Linked DNA regions of Mus musculus: region 2 is linked to region 1. The links are chromatin contacts, called in public HiChIP or PLAC-seq maps. All regions are on one chromosome and are shown on one strand. Each heading gives the region's core, a stretch centred on a gene start, on an enhancer-like site or on the middle of the called end of the contact. The rest is flanking DNA. Distances are from core to core; before and after follow the strand shown. Region 1 overlaps Camsap2 (calmodulin regulated spectrin-associated protein family, member 2). Region 2 holds the start of Camsap2 (calmodulin regulated spectrin-associated protein family, member 2).

Region 1 (3,950 bases), core at 909-3,408:
TTCCCTTCGACTCAGCGGCTGTTGCCTCTGGCCTGGGATGCTCAGGGTAGATTTAGGAAAAGTGCCATGTGCAGCAGTGGTGGGGAGAAACGAGCTACCGACTGCTGAGACAGTGGGGCTTGCTTGTTCTATTGTGATTTGTTTTAAATTTTATCTCAGGATGCCTGTCCCTTAGGCCTCTGTCAGCATTTAGAAATTTGATGTAACTCATGTTGTGTCTGCTAATCATTTAGAAGTATTGTTTTTAAATAGACAAATACTAACACATAGCAAAGTTTTATGTGTAGGTTTAGAGACCTTTGCTACCATTTTTCCTTGCCCAGAAAGGAAACGCGGGGCCGGAGCATCCCCAGTGTAAGCTGGGCCTCCATGCATCTGCACTCTCTTCCATCCTGTTGATTCTATCTCCTGGACATGGGTCCCTAGCCTCTACTCACGCCATGCTGTTCTTTACACTGCTGTCTCCATGAGCCTGGCTCCACTGGAGACACCTTATTTAAAGAATGGTTCTGAATAGTAAACCTATAGCCTCCAGCATTCTGGGCGGCAAGTGTTTATAAAGTTCAAACCTTAGCCCAACTCAGGGACTTGGGCAGAATAACCCAGACCTACTTGTTTAGACTCTTCTTGTATCTTCTAGATTGTTCCTTAACTGTTTTCTCTAAGACTGTTCATGCTTCCTTGATTAATTATCTCCACAGTGTCTCTGTGGGGTCCTGAGTATACTGACATCCATAGTTTTAAGTTTTCCTCTTTTTCTTTTCTTTCTCTCTTAGACTGTGAACATGCAGGGACACTGTTCTTTTTACCGAAAGCATAGCATAGTATGTGTGGTTAGTTAGCTAGATGCAGAAATGCATGTTTAAGCTGATGGATTTGATGTACCTTCAGACTTTTTCTGTTCACCATAGAATCTGTCTCTGGGCTCCCAGGCAAAAAAAGACAAAAGTCTTTCTTTCCTGTGTGATTGGAAACCTGTAATGTTCAGCACTTGATGCAAATGCATGTCACTAAAACATAAGGTCCTCAAGAAGTCATTGAGACAGTGAATCAGTACCATGGCGTGTTAGTTACTCCTTGCTTGGATTGTAAGCACTGCACTGTAGAGGCATTCTGGGAACTGACTGCCTTCAGTCAGTCCAGGAGGTTTACAGATCGTGACAAACTCTGAGAATGACAGAATTTCAGAAAAGGAAATTATGCCTAGGTCTTCTTCCAAGTGACCTCTATCAGTCAAACTGTCAGTACCTCAGCTAAAAAACAAAAACTAAACTGGAGACAAGCCCATGCAACATTTATGTGACGTGACATTTGGTGGAGAGTTTTGAAATGCTTTTTTATCTGATTTTTCATTATAATTTAAATGTGATTTTTTAAAATGGGAGCCAAGCTCTGCTATTGTAGGTTGTTTGTTAGGATGGAAACATGTGGGGGCCAGTGCGGTGACTCGGTGGGGAAGACACTTGCTGGAAAGCCTGGCAGTCTGAGTTTGATCCCTGGGACCAGCATTGTAGAGGAAGAGAACCAGCCTTTGCAGGTTGTCTTCCGACTGCCATGTGGGTGCCATGTATGAATGCATGGGCACACAGGTCACAGATTGTAACTGATGTACACAGTTGTTTTCAGGCCATGAGGTGGCCACCTGGTAAAGGCTGTTAACACCGGGCCTGAAGGTCTGACTCAGTTCAGCCCTGAGATCCACGTGAGGGAACAGACTCCTGCAAGTCACCCGCCAACCTCCACACGTGCACCGTGGTGGGCGGCCGTGTGCACATGCACACACTAAAGCAGTAAGAAAGCACTTGTTTCTTCTTTTTTCTTTTAATGGCTGTTAAGTTTAAGGATTTCTTAACATTTTGTGAATCATGTCCACATTTGGTAGGGTTGTAATTAGTTCAGATTTCAGATAAAAGTAATGATAGGATGTGGCTATGTTAAATTAGAATCTAAATGTTTACTCTTCTTGTTCTTAGGATGATCAAAAGGCAGAGAATGATATGGCAATGAAGCGAGCAGCTTTGCTGGAGAAACGGCTAAGAAGAGAGAAAGAGACTCAGCTTCGGAAGCAGCAACTGGAAGCGGAGATGGAGCATAAGAAAGAGGAGACGAGGTGAGGAGGATGCTGCGATGATCTGCAGTGAGACTCAGGCTCTTTAGAGAGAACTGCAAGTGTGCCTTCAGGGCAGGCAGTGTTCTGTCAGCTCTGGAGCGACAGGGTTCTTCAGGAACATTGTGGGGGACAAAAAGGAGCGAGACCATTGTTGACTAGGGGCAGTTTTAGAAGATCAAACTATTCTTTTTGCTTGTCAGGGTGTTAACTTTAAAAGTTAATACTATGTTTAAATACTATTAATTTAAATAACTGAGAAACACATACAGAGAGAGGAAAATGACCAAAATTTTAAATTTTCTCAAGGACATTTTAAGCCAACTATGTTTTTCCCCAAGATTCTGAAATATTTTCCTCCCTTCAAACATGTAACTCTTTCCAGTGTCATTTGTATTTGATATACAAAATAACCAATTTGGCCATTTGGTTTCTTAGACGAAAAACTGAAGAAGAACGTCAGAAGAAGGAAGACGAGCGAGCACGGAGAGAGTTTATCAGGCAGGAATACATGAGGAGGAAACAGCTGAAACTGATGGAAGACATGGATACAGTAATCAAGCCTCGACCTCAGGCGGCTAAACAGAAAAAACAGCGGCCAAAATCCATTCACAGAGATCATATTGAATCTCCCAAAACACCGATCAAAGGCCCTCCAGGTAACCGCAGTTATTTCTGAGGAGTCTGTTCATAAACACCAGCTTGGCTTGTTGTGCTAACTTGACAGTGCTTTGGTAATACTAAAGTGGACACACGGTTTGAGATGATGCATGGTCTTATTTGGAAACCAAAATAAGCTAAGGAAATTTGTATTTAATCGAGGTGCATTGTGTGTGCATGCATATATCCAGTAAATCCAGTGTGAATGCTAAATGTGAATCTGCAGATGTAACAACCTTCCTTCCCCCTGAGACAAGGGCTCATACAGCAGAGACTAACCACAAACGCACCACAAACGTTATAACCAAGGATAACCTTGAACTTCTCATCCTCCTACCTCTGCCCTGTAGTACTGGAATTACAGGCATGAACTGCCTCTTCCTTCTCATGCAGTGTTGGGGATTGGCTCCAGGGCTTTGTACTTGATGGGCAAGGAGTAGTCAACAGCCACACTATGTCCCCAAGGCTTTCACTACTGTTTACAAACATAAATGAGGATGCATGTGATGTGCATGCGCGGTATAGGAGGCATCCCTGTACTTTTGTCCAGGCCCTTCCTGTGAGGTTTAAGGGCTCTGCCATTGACCATTTCCTGAAACATTGATATCCGACAGTAAAGAACATCAGGTCAAGACTGCAAAGGTCCCTCTCTAAGATACAAATAGCCAAAAATCCAAAATTATAATTTCTTGGAGTTGAAAAATTCAATATACATAATTTTTAGCCATTTTATTTAATATAGTACCATGGAAAATTTCCAAGAATTTCTACAGTTAGAGCTGAAGATTAAAAAAGTAGAGGCCTTGCCTAATATCCTTGAGACTCTAGATTTTATCCCTATCACTCCAAAAACTAAGAATTTCTAAAGTTACTCTGGATTGTGGGTGGAGGGGGTAACCTAAACTTGACCAAGCAGTGAAGCTTGGCTTCTCTGCTTGCTCTTCAGCACAAGCCGGCCTCCAGCTAGCAACTCTGCGTCAGTATTCCAAATGCTGAGGCTATAGGAATGAGCCTGGTTTGTTTGGTGAGACTCTTTGATTTATAATATTGGCTGATGAGCTGAGGCGATGGCTGGGACTAGGGTGATAACTCAGTGGTTAGGAGCACTTGCTGCTCTTGCCGAGGACTAGGGTTCAGTTCCCAGCACCCACATAATAGGTCATAACCAGTGGTTCATAATTCC
Region 2 (3,718 bases), core at 505-3,004, 69 kb before region 1:
TATTTTTTTTGTCTTTTACAGCATGTACCATATTTATGATATGTTCTCTTTATTTGTATATGTGCTAGCCCCTATTCAGAGAGGGAGCAGGAACCCAGAAGAGTACCCAAGGAGTGGAGACAGAAGACCTGGGTTTGAGTTTGAAGCCAGACTCCAATACAAATGGAAGGAGAAATCTTGGTCACGGCACCTGGTCTCTATGATCCTCAGTCCTACATCTAGAACAGGAAGACAATTAGTGCTTAGTTCATCAAATAAATATGGAAACTAGTTACCATTTGAATGTGCTTTGACAAACCAGTTAATACATTAATTTTTCAAAGGGGCTTGCCCATGAGAAAAACCCTATTAATATTAATTGAATTACTAAAAAAATATGCCAATCACCCAATGGCATATTATTTCTAGTGCCTTTTTTCCTGCTTGGCATTGTTAGTGGGGCTTATCTGTAATGCCTTATTGGGTTCAAGGAGGAGTGTTTCTGGGGATTAAACAGAAATCAAAAGGGAGGGGCTTGCTCCTGGAGCTGCCCTTTTCGATAGTAGGGATCAAAACGCCTCCCCTCATGTTTCATATGTCTCCCATCTTAACGGCTGATGATAATAGGGAGGCCCTAGTCGTACAAAGTAAGATAGTTCTGGGTTCAGACTGTGACTATGCCTTTACTATATCTGCAATTTAAGAGGCTTTTCTGACTCTTAGCTCTCTCATCTGTAAAATGAAAACCACCCAGGATTACATAAATTAAAATCAGATGTGTTAAAACAAGAAGTGGGGAATTAGAAAGTTAACCAAACTCGGTGTTAACTACAGTAACATTCTCCCTTTGACCCTAGACATTGATAGAGCAACTACTGTGAGGTTTAGCATCATATAGGTGTCAGAGACAAGGCAAGTCAGCTTGAAAGCTAAAGACAGTTGGTGGTTGGAATGCAGTGTGACAAGTTATGACATAAAGGACATACATTGCTCTGGAATCAGTTCTGCACGGGAAGTTGGCAGTATCAGGGAAGGCTTTCTGGAGGGAGTGACTACTGTGGACAGAGACCACAGAGACAGGCAGCGCACAGCTCTGAGAAAGCATACCCATGTGGGGGAACGGAGAGAGTTCTGGCAAGACGAACTGCGACAAATCATAATTGTGGATGTTCTTTGTGGAAGGGTTTATGTTTCTTTCTACGAGGAAACAGAAGGTACCAAAAAACCGGATCCTTCACTTAGAAAACTTAAGTGGGGAGTATCAAGTTAAAACGTCATGACGTGAAATGTATACAGCTTTGGAGAGTTTAAACCTGACCTTCAACCCTGGTTAAACCCCATGGGTGACTTAAGTTACTGCATCCCTCCATAATTTCGTGGTCAACCAGCTGTATCACCTCTCTCAGGGTTACTGCAAGGATTAAATGGGTGTGCAAGGCAAATTCTCAGCAATACGCGTGTGACATAAGCAGCATTTGAAACAAATATCAATTCTCTTGGCTGAACCACGTGTAGCGGGAGGAGAAAAGCCTCTCCTCTCCCTTTCTTTCCTTCCCTCGTCCAGCAGTGTCGGCGGCAGCAGCCCAAAGCTGCGGATGTACAGAACGTCCAATCCAGCGGGCACTGTGCTGATTAATGGATAGGGGCGCGGAGCCCATCGCGGGCGGCAGCGAGGCTGGGCATGCTCAGTGCGCATGGCGGCGCAAGACAGCGGCGGGGGCGGGGCCGGGCGCGCCAGGCGCATGCTCAGTGTTCCCATCTGCTCTTTCCATCCAGTGCCGCAGCCGGAAAACCGCAGCGACGGCGGCGGCGGCGGCTGAAGGGGAGCGAGGCGTCCGGCCACGGGAGGGGTAGCGGAAAATACGAGGACAAGCCCGATAAGGCAGGAGCCGAGGGCCCGTGATTTGATTTGCGGCCTCCCCCAGGCCGCTGCCTTGGCCCTGAGCTGCGCCGAGGAGGCGGGCGGCGGCGATCGGAGCGCCGGAGAAGCGCCGGGCCGCGGGCGGCTCGCGCGCTGCAGCGATTCTGACGTTTTCCGCGGCGGGTCCCGCGGCCCGAGGGGCGGCCGTGAGTGAGGCGGGGCGTGCGCGCTCCGCCATGGCGGGGACACTGTCCGCGACGTGATCGTCCAGGCTGCCCCCGCCCGAGCATTCCGGGCCCTCTCAGCCGCCACCCTCCTGCGAGCCCGTGTGACTAAACGGAGACAAAGGGGAGGCGGAGGGGCAGACCCGGGCCGGAGCGAGCGCGGCCGGGTGCCGCCTCACGTCTATGCCCGGGGCCGCGGCGGCTCCCGCGGGCGGCGGACTCGCGACGAGCACAGCTGAGCTTTTCCGTGCCCGGCGCCCGGGAGGGCCGCGACCGGCGCGGACGATCTGAACTCCTCTCTCCGCCACACCATGTGAAGGCCGTCGTCCCTCCATCCCAACCAGCCGCCGTGAAAGATGGGGGATGCTGCAGACCCGCGGGAGATGAGAAGGACGTTCATTGTTCCAGCCATCAAACCCTTTGACCACTATGACTTCTCCAGGGCCAAAATCGCCTGCAATCTGGCCTGGCTGGTGGCCAAAGCCTTTGGGACAGGTAAGTGGTGTCGTCCCTTTCCTCTTCCTCCCGATGCTGTCCACATCCCAGTTTTTGTTCCTGATTCCAGCCCCCTCCCCCATGTGTATCTTCCGGTACAGGTTTAGGGAGATGACGGGAGACGAGCTCTAGGAGAAAGAAAGAAGGCAGGTTTGGTCTTAAATGAGGTGCCCTTGACTGACGCGGGAGGGGTTGACCGGGTTCCTTTTATTGAATAGCGTGTGTCTAAATTCCGCGAGCAAATTATCGTGTTTTCCCAAAATGGCTCTAATGTGTGGTGTTTTCCTTATTATCTTGCATACGTTTCCCTTTCGGTCATAATTGTGGTTACCATACCAAGAAATCTGAGCTTATTACTGGAAGAAGGTGGGGTACTATATTGATCTTGACATTTGTAATGGTGGTTGCTAGTCAGGCTATGTAGGATGAAAGGTGGTCAGTGTTGAAGTGCAGTATCTTTTGTAGGCGTTCCTTACTCCTCTCACAGCCTTTCATACACATTCCAAATTCTCGTTAAGCCACCCATTAAAACCACTTTTAGTTTTCTGACTGGATAGTGCTTTTTCACTTAATGTCACTGAGGCATATTTCCTTTTCCAAATGTATTTTGACGTCATAAAATCAGATAAACAACCCCTCCTTCCTTTGAATTTTTCTTTTTTGAAGTAGAAGTGGTTTTTTGGGGGGGCTTGGGGCAGGGATGTGTTGTTGACATAGAAATCCTGTAGTACAGCAGTAATTAAACACTCTCTCTCTGACCCAGCCTTCGCAGAATAACAGGAAAGGGACCTCCTGCTGTAATTCCTCAGCTCTTGCTTTAGGAGCCCTTGTTGTGGAATGCTTTAAAAAAAATAGAGAAGTTCCTTCATGCTTGCAAAATTGTCTCTGGGTTGTTTGTGGGGGATGACTGATTTCTTGTTTTAGGACTGTGAAAATATGTGGCTAAGTGGTTTAATCCAGCTTTATTGTTTAACTGTATACATAGGCAAGTGTTTACAGAGCTTGTATATCTAGGCTAAAGACTAGATGAATTCCCCCCCCCCCCCCGTCAGTAAAAGTATTTGTAGTCATTTAGAAGAAATTTTTATGTTTATGTCTGTCTTAATTTTATTTTCCTATACTTTGATAGAGAGCTGACATCAGGAATGAATGGTTTTTT

Evidence for each region. HiChIP or PLAC-seq counts read pairs in DNA pulled down with a chosen protein or histone mark.
Region 2: an H3K4me3 HiChIP or PLAC-seq map of the SCID.adh cell line shows a contact between it and region 1, with 17 read pairs. The contact joins the promoter of Camsap2 here to the enhancer-like site in region 1. A contact is called at or near these places in 7 of 39 promoter capture datasets (the SN4741 cell line, embryonic stem cells, frontonasal cranial neural crest and 3 more), 2 of 15 datasets of contacts at CTCF or cohesin (the G1E-ER4 cell line and the NIH/3T3 cell line), 5 of 484 Hi-C or Micro-C datasets (cerebral cortex, embryonic stem cells and nephron progenitors), 8 of 115 datasets of contacts at active chromatin or transcription factors (CD8 T cells, the SCID.adh cell line, embryonic hindbrain and 4 more) and 3 of 9 other capture datasets (adipose tissue, liver and pancreatic islet).

What each region holds. Positions count from the first base shown.
Region 1 is chr1:136,275,354-136,279,303 of GRCm38.p6, reverse strand. It overlaps Camsap2 (calmodulin regulated spectrin-associated protein family, member 2), which reads left to right. Exons shown (of 18, transcript NM_001347109.1): 13 at 1,974-2,110; 14 at 2,546-2,766. Among named protein-coding and RNA genes, the nearest start is that of Gpr25, 16 kb to the right of the region's middle. Within about 2 kb of position 2,158, at least 7 of the 459 cell types and tissues checked have an H3K27ac peak or open chromatin away from gene starts, as enhancers often do. A contact at or near this core is called in the SCID.adh cell line and cerebral cortex, where this site is marked.
Region 2 is chr1:136,344,140-136,347,857 of GRCm38.p6, reverse strand. It overlaps Camsap2 (calmodulin regulated spectrin-associated protein family, member 2), which reads left to right and starts at 1,754. Exons shown (of 18, transcript NM_001347109.1): 1 at 1,754-2,559. The coding sequence starts at 2,421.